5 separate regions of the Mus musculus genome follow, and all the other regions are linked to region 1. A link is a contact called in public Hi-C and HiChIP or PLAC-seq data. All regions are on one chromosome and are shown on one strand. The core of a region is the stretch at or near the end of the contact, and the rest is flanking DNA. Distances in the headings are between cores, read along the strand shown.

The links. Hi-C and Micro-C count contacts between places; a contact is called where the count stands out from the background. HiChIP or PLAC-seq counts read pairs in DNA pulled down with a chosen protein or histone mark.
Region 2: a contact with region 1 is called in a Hi-C map of cerebellum, with 2.2 times the contacts expected there. The contact joins two enhancer-like sites. A contact is called at or near these places in 3 of 484 Hi-C or Micro-C datasets (the HL-1 cell line, cerebellar granule neurons and cerebellum) and 2 of 115 datasets of contacts at active chromatin or transcription factors (embryonic basal ganglia and stem cell-derived neural progenitor cells).
Region 3: a contact with region 1 is called in a Hi-C map of cerebellum, with 1.8 times the contacts expected there. The contact joins two enhancer-like sites. A contact is called at or near these places in 2 of 484 Hi-C or Micro-C datasets (both in cerebellum) and 3 of 115 datasets of contacts at active chromatin or transcription factors (astrocytes, kidney and stem cell-derived neural progenitor cells).
Region 4: an H3K27ac HiChIP or PLAC-seq map of heart atrium shows a contact between it and region 1, with 8 times the contacts expected there. The contact joins two enhancer-like sites. A contact is called at or near these places in 3 of 115 datasets of contacts at active chromatin or transcription factors (astrocytes, heart atrium and stem cell-derived neural progenitor cells).
Region 5: a contact with region 1 is called in an H3K27ac HiChIP or PLAC-seq map of heart atrium, with 24 times the contacts expected there. The contact joins two enhancer-like sites. A contact is called at or near these places in 1 of 15 datasets of contacts at CTCF or cohesin (the NIH/3T3 cell line), 3 of 484 Hi-C or Micro-C datasets (cerebellar granule neurons and cerebellum), 9 of 115 datasets of contacts at active chromatin or transcription factors (craniofacial prominence, embryonic forebrain, embryonic hindbrain and 6 more) and 1 of 9 other capture datasets (embryonic stem cells).

What each region holds. Positions count from the first base shown.
Region 1 is chr4:81,726,528-81,729,227 of GRCm38.p6, forward strand. No RefSeq gene overlaps it. Among named protein-coding and RNA genes, the nearest start is that of Gm11412, 16 kb to the right of the region's middle. Within about 2 kb of position 1,379, at least 59 of the 459 cell types and tissues checked have an H3K27ac peak or open chromatin away from gene starts, as enhancers often do. A contact at or near this core is called in cerebellar granule neurons, cerebellum, heart atrium and 1 more, where this site is marked.
Region 2 is chr4:82,613,088-82,615,787 of GRCm38.p6, forward strand. No RefSeq gene overlaps it. Among named protein-coding and RNA genes, the nearest start is that of n-THgtg10, 5.3 kb to the right of the region's middle. Within about 2 kb of position 1,279, at least 47 of the 459 cell types and tissues checked have an H3K27ac peak or open chromatin away from gene starts, as enhancers often do. A contact at or near this core is called in cerebellum, where this site is marked.
Region 3 is chr4:82,399,515-82,402,214 of GRCm38.p6, forward strand. All of the region lies in intron 2 of Nfib (nuclear factor I/B), which reads right to left. Among named protein-coding and RNA genes, the nearest start is that of Nfib, 100 kb to the right of the region's middle. Within about 2 kb of position 1,332, at least 153 of the 459 cell types and tissues checked have an H3K27ac peak or open chromatin away from gene starts, as enhancers often do. A contact at or near this core is called in cerebellum and stem cell-derived neural progenitor cells, where this site is marked.
Region 4 is chr4:82,265,131-82,267,830 of GRCm38.p6, forward strand. No RefSeq gene overlaps it. Among named protein-coding and RNA genes, the nearest start is that of Gm11264, 200 kb to the left of the region's middle. Within about 2 kb of position 1,316, at least 20 of the 459 cell types and tissues checked have an H3K27ac peak or open chromatin away from gene starts, as enhancers often do. A contact at or near this core is called in heart atrium, where this site is marked.
Region 5 is chr4:82,536,023-82,538,722 of GRCm38.p6, forward strand. All of the region lies in intron 1 of Gm11266 (predicted gene 11266), which reads left to right. Among named protein-coding and RNA genes, the nearest start is that of Gm11266, 29 kb to the left of the region's middle. Within about 2 kb of position 1,374, at least 60 of the 459 cell types and tissues checked have an H3K27ac peak or open chromatin away from gene starts, as enhancers often do. A contact at or near this core is called in cerebellar granule neurons, cerebellum and heart atrium, where this site is marked.

The DNA of each region.
Region 1 (2,700 bases), core at 129-2,628:
TAAATTAAACTCTTTGTAGTTCACACAGAACATCTGGCTGGGAGGCCAGCGTTGCCATTTCTGTGTCTTCTCAAATAGTACAAAAAAACCCAAACTTTCTATTTCTCCCACTGCATTGGTATCTATAAAAAAGCTCCAAGTGCATTTTCACCCAACAGATCATCCATATCACCCTTTTCTCAGGCTCTGAGCTTCTCCGGGTAGGGGCAGGAAGCCTATTGCAGTCAGGTTTTGTCCTATCTTAGTGAGACAGGGCTTTAGCATTCTGCAGCATGGGAGGTGGCCACTGATGTCCACGCCAGGAGCGGTAGAGCCAGGGCAACAGGCAGCAGATGGCTCAGGGCTTTATCCTGGAGTTTTAATGTGCGGGTGGCACGCCTTCCTTCCTGCCCTCTGTTGGTCCCTGATTCTGAACCACTAGTCCTTTTCCAGTTTGCTCACCCATTGTCTTTTCCCTGCTGTCATTTGTGCCGGGGCTTGGGGAATAATGTTGCTGGCACACAGAGCTTTTGAGAGAAATGTAAATTGCGAGCAACACTGTGTCCTTCTGTTTTCTCATCAGAAAGCAGCATCTAGGTGTTGAGTGTGCTGAGCTGGCTGGCCACAGTGCCCGGCAAAGATGTGCCCAGAGTTCAGGAGCAGCCCCCTGTTCCCAGGCCCTGGTTCTGTAGAAGTGGGAGTTTCTGAAGAGGGGGCACTCTGAGAGGGAGGGGAGGAAGGGGTACTTTCCAAAGCAGACGCTCCTGGCTTTGCAAGGAAAGCTGCTCTCAGAGGACTTCAGCAGGCTCACAGACAATCCACAGCTTTGGAAAGTGACAAACAAAACAGTCTCTTAGTCCTGTGCATAAATGTAAGAGGCTTGTCTTAAGTGTGTGTGCAGGACTCCAGCGGACTGAAAATGTTACCGGAGTCAAAGTGAACCATTGTTTCGGTTATAATGAAGGCAAGCAATTTTTTAACAACAGAAGTTCTGTTCTGAAACCCCCCTCTCGTCCCCCCGCACTCAGTTCCTCTGCCCCTGCACCTGCTTCATTTTTGGCTTCTTGGCACTGATGTTGCCAGAGACATCAGCTGGCAGTGGCAAACCGCTGAAAGCTCCCCTGCCATGCAGCTCTGCAAATGCCAGCCATTACCCACTGGTGCATGCCCGCTTAGAAAGACCCCCTTCTCCCTCCAGCCCCACTTTCGTCTGCCCCCCAGTTTTACTTCCACATCAGAGTCAATGAGGCCGACTAAGCAGTGGTCGGGCCCTCTAATAGATGCACCCCTTGATTGTGGGTGCATCCATTTTACTCCATCTCTTTGCTGGGATCATTATATTTTGATCCAGGATGTGCGGAACATGTAAAGGATGGGACTGTTTCTTCTGTTCAGTAAAGAGTGGTTGGCCCACAGCGCCCTTCTCAGGCCTTGGCAGATGGTGGGGTGCTTTCTTGAAGTCTCTTCGACTTGAAACAGCCTTTTTGTTTTTGTTGCTTACTGAGAGGCCGTTGCCCCAAATTCACTGAATAAAGACATACACTTTTCAGTTTAAAGCTAAGCCCCCAAGAGATAAATACTGACTGAGAGTCGGAGGCTGACGGACAAGCTGGAAAGGCAAAGGAGCTGCTGGAAGTTAAGTATTCAGCACAAGGCTTTGCAGTTTAAAAAAAAAAAAAAAAAAAAAAAAAAAAAAAAAAAACCAAACCCGGTGGCTTTAAGTTCCCACTCACCACAGCGGTTCAGGCTGTGTACTGAGAAAGTGTGAGAAATCTGTGAGAAATTCCACATATATTTATTTTTCTTGGAAATTAGAGAATATCTTCACAGTGTACACTCTGAAGGGCTTTTGTTTTGTTTTGTTGTGTTTTTAATGATCTAAACCATCTGGGGAGTTGATAAAGAATGTGATTTTCACAAGCTGAGCTTGCAGAGCCTATTGCTAAATCCCAAACCTTTATCCAGTCTACAGATAAAACCAGGGTGGGAGAGCTTCCCTTCCAGATCCAAATACTAAGATCCCACGGGTGCCAAACGCTTTAGTATCTGGGTGGCAAGAAAAATAGACAGCTGACTAAGGGAGCCTGGCTTGAGACTAGAAATTGTTACTATTTTTTTTTCCTCGTTGCTGTTGTTTTAGATTTGTGAAAGTCACAACTTTCCAGAAAGTCTGTCTGGAACACAAGACACTATCATGTTTGTCTAACGTTTTCCTGTTTTGTTTTGTTTTTGTTTTTTTTTAAATCCAGTGACAAAAAAACCCATGAAAATATATTTTAGCTAATGTTTAAAAGATATCTTCCAAATTCTGGAACCTCAAAGTTTTCTTACAAGGAAGCATTACAGAGTCCTAGAGGTGTAGAGACCAGATTACAATAAGTTTCTTTTTAAAAAAAATTATTTGTTTGTATATGGTGTGTGTGTTTGTGTGTGTGTGTGTGAGAGAGAGAGAGAGAGACAGACAGACAGAGAGAGACAGAGAGACAGAGAGACAGAGACAGAGACAGAGACAGAGAGACAGAGAGAGATATGGGGTGGGTGACAATGTGCAGGAGTTGATTCTCATATTTCACCAAATGAATTTCTGGTTTGAACTCAGATCTTAGGAATCGGTGGCCAGTGTCTTTATGTAGAGATCCATGTCTCTGGCCTTCTTTGGAATTTTTGACAGATCTCAATATGCTGCTTTGGATTTGTGCCTCAGCAGTCTCTCATCGGGTG
Region 2 (2,700 bases), core at 29-2,528, 890 kb after region 1:
TGTAGTACCGAGGATCGTAGTGAGCATAGTGAGTGTTTGCATTCACTCTGCCCTCTGTACGGTTGCTTTACTTGCTCAGGTTGTCTACACATCCCTTCCGTAGGGTATATTTGCCAGTCATATCATGTATGTAGACAAAGAGAGGTGAGACGAGACCAAGGTATTTGTCTATGATGGGCACCCATCAAGTAACTTGTTGTTTAAATAGAGCATCTGCCCTAGGGCTCGAATGTTTGACAACTAGACTGACCATGGCCCTTACTCTAGATAGCATGGTAACCTTCTGTCACGGTCACTCTGGGAACTGGATTCATTCTTGGAAGCAGATGCCAAAGACTAGAGGAGACTATGACTCTAGTGCACTGAGGGGACTCTAAGTACAGCAAGTAAGGCAGAAATGTGTGAACTATGTGTGTGTGTGTGTGTGTGTGTGTGTGTGTGTGAGAGAGAGAGAGAGAGAGAGAGAGAGAGAGAGAGAGAAGGCTGTGTACCTGGATGGAAAAATCTGAGAGAGCATGGGCCACAGGTAGCAGCTATAAAAGCACAGGATTCTGAAGAGGCAGAAACATCATTGTCTCAAGGAAATTTGGGGGTAAAGTTCCTAGTGAGGTACACTAAAATACCCCAAGACCTCATCTAAAACCCTTCTAGTATAGAGCTACAGTATCCTTCAGTTCAGTCTTGTCTCTGTGTAAGAGTGGGCTATGTAAAGATCCAGACTTGCCTCAGGTTTGGCAGGCAGTTAGTGAGGCTGTGGTTGTTACTGCCTCTGTCGGCCTTTGGAATTCTTGGGAAAAGCAGAAAGCACAAATGACCAGGCCCCAGCTTGAAGGCAGCTGCAGCCATGAGTTCCGGTCAAAATCCCTCCTGTTTTGGATTTGGTGATCCGTGTGTTCACAAAATGACAAAGAAGAAAAGAGGAAGCAAGGGATGCAGTGACGACGTAGAAATGGGAACAGGAGAAAGTGAGAGAGGCTCCCAGCTGTCTGATTTGTGTGGTGTGATCCCTGCCATGGCTCCGGCTCGGCAGGATTTATGTGGCTTCATTAATCACACTTTCTTTTGAAATGGAATTTTCTGCCTTGGAGCCTTTGAACATTGACATCCAAACACAATATATTCCTTTAAAATCACCTCTGGATAAAGACAACCTGTGGAGGTAATTTCCCCAGCTCCTAGGTGGGGTCTGTTTGATTCTCAGATCTTGATGTAATGTGTGAAATTGGCCCCTCCCTGCCCAGAACAGAAAGGAGTTCCTTGTCTCTGACCAACAACAAGCAGTGCCATCTAGTGGCAATTTGTTTTTATTTTGGTTAATAAGAAAGGGGCCTCCCAGGCCAGCTAGTGTTCTCAGAATTTGGGGAAAAAAACAAAACAAACAAACAGACAAACAAAAAAACCGCTCTTGTCATGCAGTTAAATGACAGAGACAAGAGTGTCGTAGAACTGCCGCCAATCAAAGTGGCCGAGTCCAGGGTAGGCCTTTTGTTGAGGGGTTGTCAGCTTTTGAGGTCTGGGAAGTCGACACAAACCACACAGAACAAAGAGTTCCCTGGGAGGGGGAGGAAGGCAAGAGAGAACACCCTTGCCAACTACACAGCACCATGTCTAACTCTAAAACTGTCCCCAGTTTGCTGATGAGCAAAACCAGAAAGAGGTCACGCTGGAAGCCAAGCCGTGGAAGTGACAGAGGTGGGGCTAACCCCAGGTCTCTTTACAGTTTCTTTCAGAGTCTGCTTTTGTTAGAATTTCCCTTCCTGAAGACCAACCTGCCCAAGTCTCCCACTGACTGTCAGCCACTGAGTTACCAGTACCAGTTAGCAGAGGTAGGGTAGGGGTTCTGTTAGGATTTTTTAGACTGTGGTTCTTGTGGCTGAGGTGCTAAGGGAGAAATGGCCCACGCTTTATGTCTCCCTGCCCTTATCCTTGAGACTGAAGCCCAACAGTTGGGTATTTGCTAGCTCTTTGCAAAGCCAACTGCCTCTCTTGCTGCAGCTCAGCACCGGGCCTCAGGGCATCCTCAGGGCACCTGTGCAACAAGCTTTTTGCCTCAGCACTGCTTCTTAAAAGTGAGCTCTAGCTTGTCAGATCCTGTTTTAGCAAATCATTTCCTATGAATTGGTGAGCTTTAATCGTGGAAAAATAAGTTTAAAATATAGTCTTCATAACTGGAGAATGATTGTAAAACAAGAATATATATATATATATATATATATATATATATATAGTTTACTTGGGGTTGTTCAATGTGTGACTTGGTTAGAAAAGTAAATGTAGATTTTTGTTTCTGAAAACTGACTGAAAAAGAAACAAAAATTGTCTATGACTATAAAGTCTCTTCAATAAGACACGTTGACCATGGGACCCAATGGGCTAGCTCTGCTCCGTTGTACTGCAGAAAGCGAGAGAGAAAGAACATTTGGTTACAGCTGGTAGTAATGAAGTGTGTGTAGCTCTGGATCTTTAATCAGTCACTCAACTACAGTTATGTAGGTAGCTGTATTATGTTGTTTGAACAACCTCTAATAGACCACACAGGCAGACCAAATATGAGGGACATGACGTTTTAGGTTACAGAGCAGATTAATATATATTTGGCCACAACTACTGGCCAAAGGCACAGAAAATAAGACACTGCAGAATATTCAGCCCTCAAGTTAATATATATACCATAGTCCCCTTTCCTAAGGCTCAGGGGTC
Region 3 (2,700 bases), core at 82-2,581, 670 kb after region 1:
CTTGAACCTCAGTCCCAGCGACTGTGTTTCCTACAGCCATGCCAGGGCCAAGGAAGTGGTACTTCCATCCTGCAAGCTCCTGCTAATTCACTCGCTGTCCCCAGGCCATGGACAGGCTGCTAACTCTTATTCACAGACACCAAACAGGAAAGCAAAGACAGGTTTGCAACTATCAAGTTCTTTGAAGAAAAAAAAAAAAGTAAGCCTTTAGCCAAAACCTATCTCCACATTCTTCTCTTCCTGCCATGCAATGCATCAGGCTTTGGCCAAAGATCACAAGTGAACTGAGAATCCTAAAAAGCAGCAGCACTCAGATCCACACTGAACCCTCCTGAACTCGATCGCACTTCACAGAGCTGTGAACAGAACTGTACTAGAAGCACCATCCGGACTGGCTCAGGGATGCTTCAGGTTCAGATCCAAGAGATCCGAGGTGACCCTAAGTTCCACTCAGTGCTACAGTTTTCTCCAACTTGAGCACAGAAGGATTAAAAAGAAAACACAAATATTGGCAAAGGTGATTTGAGGTTACTTGACCTTTCTGAAGGAAGGAAGGTTTTTGGCAACCATAACCTGGCAGCTGTCTGGAAGGCAAGGCCAGGACACAAAGAGGAAGACAGGAAGCAGGGAGCTGGCCATGTGTCCTTGGCAGGCAGCAGTGCAGCAGGGTGAACCACCTCATCCCTGCCAAACCAGAAACAGCGGGGAAAGCCCAGCTAATTGGCAAGTCGCAGACGGCTACAGTGTCCATCCTCTGCTGTAAATGACTGATGAAGCTAAAAGGAATGCCAGACCCTAATCTACTTAACTAGGATCCTCCTGGACTCTCTCAGAAACGTAATTTGCTCCTGTGAGTCGTATTTCCCAGGGAAGTGGTAAGGCATAAGGCACATCTTAAGATGACAAGGGCTAAAGAGAGTTTAAAGAAAAAAATGTTGTGGAGTCTGGTTATGCCCACAAACATTTGCTTCTGAAGGCTGTGTGTGTGTGTGTGTGTGTGTGTGTGTGTGTGTGTGATCTTTAACTAGCAAGCCTTCCACTGGTTTATTTTTTTAACTCAAAGAAAATTACGTAGTCAAAGTTGCATACTGAACAAAGACGGGAGTCCATTTGCAGGACCCAGACATCTACAAACAAAGACAAACCCCTGTAAGACACTCCAGGAAGCTGCAGGGCCACACCCACTTACTGCCGGCTACTGTTTGTACTTAGGCATTAGCTGGCTCAACTGTGGGATGATGTAGCTTCATCCCAAGGCTTCTGAGCCTTTGCCTGCTAAGGTTGGGACTCACACGGAGAGGAAGGGCAGAGGAGGCTGTGCCAGTAAACTGAGCCTCACTGGCTGCTACTAACAGGGTGAATCAGGGACCTGAGGGCAGGGTTTACTCCCCGGGGTGCACTCAGTGGTTGGGCACATTTTGTTTCATTTTTTTATGAAACTGTTCATGTCTTCTCCAAAATTCACACCTAAATTTCAGAGTAGCTTCTGCTTCTTTAAACACAACAGCAAATAATAAAATTAAATTGAAAAGATATTGCAAACACCTCTCTCTCTCTCTCTCTCTCTCTCTCTCTCTCTCTCTCTCTCAAACTGGAAAAAGAAACATCCCACAGAACTTTCATCCTTGAAGAATTTTCTCCCTCAAAAAAAAAAAGTTAATATAAAAAAATAAATGAGGACCTAGTATGCTTGACGCTGTTCTGAAGTAACACTGAGAAGCAAAATAAAAAGGGAATATTCAAACACTACCTGAGCTCCACCTCATAAGGAAGGATCAAAATTAATCTTCCACCCGGCATCAGAGCCCAGGGATGCCTGACCACCACCACCGCTTGTCCCATCAGCCACAGGGTGTCCTAACTGACTTCAGACTCCATATATCTGGAACCATCAAAGGTCCATCCTTTTGTCTTTGGGGACCAGTTCCATTGTCTATGTAAGAGAAGTTTTGTGGTGCCTCTCTCTAAAGTGGATGGCTCTTTCTCTACTGTGGGACCCTTTGGTACTATCACTGCCTAAGAAAATCCTTCCATGAGGCCCACCTCCTGGTTCCTTCCTGCCTGTAACCCCAGGGCAAACTCAACCAGCTCCACTTTGCTAAATTCTACTACTCATTGTCTGCGATTCCCAATCCTCTATAGCTAACCCTGCTCTCATTTGAATGACAAAGTCCTTATTGTCCTTATTCCAGCAGGACCTTTTGCCCACTCTCTCCCATTTCAGCGAACCAGATGAACCAGAAAGACTTGCTGGAAACCCCTCACCTCAAAGCCCTACTTCCAGGTGTTGGCCCAGCTCTTACCTTCTAAGGCTCCTCCCCCTTGTTTTGCTAATTGCAGGTCTCCATGCTCTGTACCCATATGGCTTTCATTACTGAAATGTCCTTACTCTGACGTCAGACAAACTCCAATTTCATCTTTAAAGTGCTTGATTCCCTTCATCTGGTATATTCTTCCTGGCCCTCTTTTTGCATCCACCTAATGAGACCACCCTGCAGGGTCCACATCACTTCCCTCCCATTCTAATATAAGGCTTTAACACTGTGTTAGGGCTGGTTGTACATGTGCCGTTTCCCTCCATAGTTGTCACTGACCATATCCTAACATATCTTTTACAGTCTGGGGCATCTGTTTACATTGCAGAAAGGGCGTTATCTTAAATATCCTATCCATGGAGAAATGGGATGAAAAGCATCCATT
Region 4 (2,700 bases), core at 66-2,565, 540 kb after region 1:
TCTCTAATGTTCCTGTTCTCAAACAGAGGCCTAGGATATGATTTAATGTCTCAGTTCCCTAAATAGTGTTCTGAATAAAGGGATATGGAGTATGTGTGAACATTTTCCCAAGTATACATAGGAAATAAAAATCAAAGGAACTTCAGACCATTGAATATGTGTTACTTGGGCTACCATAACAAAATACTTTAGTCTGGGTGGCTTTAACCACAGGAATGTATTTCTTGTCTTTCTGCAGACTGCAAGGCTGAGGTCAAGAAGTCAGCGGGATCAGTGTCTGATGAGCAGCCTTTCCTTGAAAGAGACATAATCACCTTTTTGTTATGTCCTCAAATGACAGAAAATGAGCTCTGCTCTCTTCTCTCTTCCTTTCGGGGCATTAATACCGTCCTGAGGGCGTCTCCCTCACGACTTCATCTAAACCTGACTTCCTCCAAAAAGGTGGCATGCCTGATCGCATCACCCTGAGATATGGGGCTTTAAAATATGAGTGGGGAGGAGATCTGTAAATAAACATTGGATTCTTCACACCACAAGATCTTAACTGACAATGTATTTCCCTGGAATAAACGGAAGAGATGGCGACTCTAAGGCTGCTCGATGCTTACCTGCCATCACTGAGGTTCTCTGAGATCACATTCATGAAACTGTATACCATCAACATCTTTATCCTTCCCATTTACCTTTGCAATCAGTTTATCAACGTCGTCAACAAATCAAGATAGCCACGTGAAATATACTTGAGTCAGAGAACGGCAGGAGGCAAGTAAGACCACACACGTGGGATGTTTTGACTGTTTTGACTTTCCTATACAGTTCTAATTCCAGTGATTAGATTCATGAATTCTTGGTGCTAGGATTTTACCCACATACACATACAAATGAACACATCTGAAGAAAACACCTTGCTAGCATACAGCTGAGTCTAGAGCAGGCAGCGCTGTTTCTGGTCTCAGCTGCTGCTTTTAGATTCTTGATTAAGTGGCATTGTCCTTTAAATGACCTTGATGTTGTGGGAGTCGCAGACTGGACTCATCCTTCCTTCAAACTGGGACTGCCAACCAAACGCAAGGTTCTCGGCCTTTGCACTCTCAACTTCTGAGGCTTCCTCTCACAGTTTCTGTTTGCTGATTTGTAAATCCACATGATCCAGGATTCTTTGGAGAAATTTCTTCTCCTGAGGTGAAGTTGTCTGTGAATTCTCTCTGCAAAGGTCCCACACAGGCTGCTGGGAAATGGTGTTTTATAAAGTTCTCTGAATCTTGGTGGAGGAAAAAGCCTACAAGTTCAGGAAGCCACCCCCATTATTCAGGATTCCTTTCCCAGGACTGCTTCCTGCCTGGCTCCCTCCATCAGATATGCCTCTGCAGCAGCCAGAGTCAACCTTCACTGCTTAGCCTGAAGATTTCCTTTTTAACTCTTTCATGCCAATGGTCATGTTTAGCTCAAAATGAAGTGCAACAGATTAAAACCAGTGCAAACTAGCCCAACATGCCTTTACTGTCAGCAAAAGAAGATTGTAAATGCTCGTTGCAAATGGCTTCCTTGTGAAGAAAAAAATATATACCATGTCCAAGATGTCACAGCACGGGCTGCTCTTATTTGGGGGGGGGGTATCATTTCCAGGGAAAAATTCAGTTATGTTTTATGTAGAGGGAAAGACTCCCAAGACATAACAGATCACCAGATAGGTGAAATCTTTGTAAATGCTTTATACATGGGTTTAAATTTGAATCATAAAACTATCCTCCTGAGTATGAAGGGTTAATTACTGTATGGAGTCTTAATCACCATGTTTCTAAAATGGAAAAACAAGGACCTATTGTCCAGGTCCTGCAGGAAGATCAGAGATATGCATGTGTATGTGTGTGTATATGATGTACATGCATATGTATATGATTATATATATATATATACATATATATATATATATATATATATGTATGTATGTATCACTTAGTAGAGACACTCACAATTAATAGATCCCTGATAACTGGTAACTAAAGCCAGGGCATCGTGGTACCCACCTGTAATCCTAGCACTTTTGAAGATGAAGGGAAGAAAACTGAGTTCAAAGCCAGTCTAACATACAGAGATCTTGTCTCAAAAACACAATGAATCGCAGCTATTTTATTTAGTCATTCATTCACTCAGTTCATTCGGTTACCACATTCAAGTATGTGTATGGGGGCATGTAACATGGCAGATGCGTGTAAAGTTCGGAAGACAGCTTTGGGTGTCAACCCTTGCCTCTCCTCTGTGTGAGATGGGGTCTCTTTTGTGTCCTTTGTATTTTACTAATCCCCTGTGATATTTCTCAGGCCAGGTATAGTTGTTTTGAGATTAGACCGAGGAGCAGTTACTTAAGTAATACAATCGACCTCTACCGGAAGGGGAATCTTCCAGCAACTGTAGCTCCTTTGAACTTGAACTTCTCGAAGACTCATCCTTCCTATCCAATCAAGTCCCTTACTTAGATCCTTGGGCAAGAACCTAAAAGAGACCAGTATTTTACCTTCAGAATCCCCTGAATCAGGTAACAAACACAAAGAGTCTTCAGTCAGCTCCCTGCACCCCACCCCTACCCCCGCCCCCGCCCCTGCCCCCGCCCCAATGTAAAAGCCGAAAGTAAGAAAGGATTCTCCTGCAAGGATTCCTGTCTGATATATAGCCTTGACCTGCACCTAACAGTTCGAATCA
Region 5 (2,700 bases), core at 124-2,623, 810 kb after region 1:
GGCCAGCGAAGAAAAGAACTTCCTAGACAGCCAGAACCAGTCTGTGCCTTTCAGAGACTCCTGCTCTTCTGCCGGCAAGGTTTGGACTGGGGAAAGGTGAAGGTGGCTGGTGGGTGAGAGGAGAATAGGAGAAGGGGGTAAGGGTGGCTACTTTACTCTCCCTGTCAGAGCTAGCTGAGGCCAACTTTAAGGGGTCAAGGTACCAGAAAACTGCAAGTTTAGATAGCTTGTCCAGTGACAGAGGCTTTGAATTTGCCACAGTCTCTAGATAGGATGTGAAGCTGGGAAGAAGGGAGAGAGAGATTTTTTGGAACACTGGAAACAGGGCCAGACCTTGATACCCTTAAAAATCAAAGAGCCCAAGGTCACATCTGCCCACAGCTCTTGACGTAGGGGCTGGTGACAGTGGGGAGCCTGAACTGGTTCCTAAAGAGAGAGGTAGGGTAAGACCAGGATTCCTGGCTGAGATGGCAAAAGGTACCACTAAGCAAGGGCTCAGAGAAGGAGCAGGGGAAAGCCTGTCTCCCAAGACAGTTTTAGATCGTCCCTCCCGAGGGGCCCAGTCCCCGGTCTCCTCCACCCTTCGAGGGTGGCACACGCGGGAATCTTTGGGCCATTGCTAGCGGTTTCCTGACTTTGCGTCGGGTCATTGCGCACCACGTGCATCAATGGCCCCAGGGGAAGAATTTCGGCTAGCACTCCCTGGAGAAGAGGACTATGCTGGCCCCAGATTGTACAAGCGGGCCACCAACTTCTCCCTGAGCTTCCATAAGGAGTCATGAATCGCAGTGCACGCGAGGCTCGCGGGTTCCATGCTCGCCCTGGCACATCGCTCTCCCTCACTGTTCAGCGCACCAACAGAACCGGGACTGCAATTCTGTTCCAAGCCAGCGCAGCTCACCCTCCTTGTCCAAGGCTAGGGCATTTTGAGGAAGGATCTTCCCAAAGGAACCCATCTCTCTAAAGCGGGAGTAGGGTTCTTTAGTAACTCTCTGGGGGTGGGAGGTAAATCAAATTGCCTGTGGGCTTGCAGCTGGAAGCCAGCTATTTAGGCTCGCTGAGCCTCGTTCCTAACGGATCAGCTCTTTCGATGTTTGGGGATAAGTTGAAGACTGAAGAGAAAACATGATTATCTTAAGTAACTCGCACATCGCCGTTTTCGTCCCCGACTAAAAGTCTGTGTCTTGGGCCAGTTTCGCGATGCCCACGCAAGGCCCAGACTTTAATATTTAAACCAGGCCAGGTGAAACTACCTGTTGGGGTACACTGCAGTCTATAAATCTGATCCTCCTCTCCTTACACAGTTTTGGGGAGAGCTGGAACTGTTCTGGGGGTGTTCAGAGAAGGGACTTCAGCCGAAGGGCGAGCGGCAGTAGTAACAGAGTCTGGCGATGCCCGGGAACTGCACTAGCTCCTCGGCCTCGGTCTGCAGAAGCTAAAGACAGCCCCATGCAGCCGAATCTCGGCGCGATTCTCTATGATTCACTATGAAGCAGTGTGGAAGATTCTTGAGACCAGAGCGCGAGGGGACTCTCAAAAACAAAGAGCCGGGGGCAACTTGCTATGCTCCCGCCCCCCACGGTACACTCCAACCCTTAACGTTTCTCCCTATGCGGAAATTCACTCAACTTCTCCGAGGAGCAGGCGACGGATGCTCTCCTGCCACAGCCTGGGGGCTACCGGCAGCTTCTAGGCCACTTTGCTGGAAGAAAGTCATTGCCTCAAGGAGCAGACACACATTCTTAATCCAGCAGCCGCCGAAGAGCAGTTCACTTACCAGGACCTGATGAGCCCGTGGGGAGGATTTTTAGAAGCTGGGGACAGGCAGGCTCATGTGTCCTAGAACCTGTGGGAAAGACCATTGGGACTGAAGTTTCACTTGGAAAGTGCTGGGCGCAGCCCGGCTCTGGCGCACATTTTCCAGGCTTCCAGGCAGCCAAACTGCGGGAAGCTGCTGGAGGCACCTGGGGCTCAGGCTTTTCCATTGAGAGTTTCTGATGCGGGTTGCTAGTTGTTTATTTTTGTTTTTGTTTGTATGTGTGTGGCTTTTTTTTTTTTTTGGCAGCGAACCCCACTGAGCTTGGGGAGCACCAATATTTGGAATTGCCGTACCAAGGGTCTCATCAGAGGATCAGAGGAGATAAGCAACTTGGGGAACGCGGCGCATTTAGTTTTCTAAGGCCATGCGTTTTTTTATCCCCCACGGTCACTATTTATTTGGCTGCAAACGAAATGGGAATAGATATTAGGAAACTGGGGGGAAGAAAGCGGATAAGCCTTAAATTGTTGAGAGCGCTCCTTTTTACAGTGAAGACTATAGGACTACGTGGAATGGAGAGAAATTATTAGTGAGACTTCATCGCACAGGAATGGTGGAGGAGATTGAGCCACGGAACTAGAAGATGTCTCCGATCTGTTTTGCGCACCGCAGGTTCCCCACCCGCAGTTAATCATCCTGGCAATATTCGCTTGATCTGCCCGCAAGTAGCTTGTCTCCCCGTCCTTCCTGACACTTCCCTTCTCTGTTTACATCTTTCCATGCTGGGTCACCAGCCAGAGTTTTGGGCTTCCCGGACCTCTCGGGTGCCTTGGCAAAAACTCTTACAAACTTTTCGAGCGCACACTTGCGGGTGGGCTCTCTCCAAGCGGGTCTCTGGACTGCCAAGAGACCCTCTTCAGCCGAGAAGCCTGGAATAATTT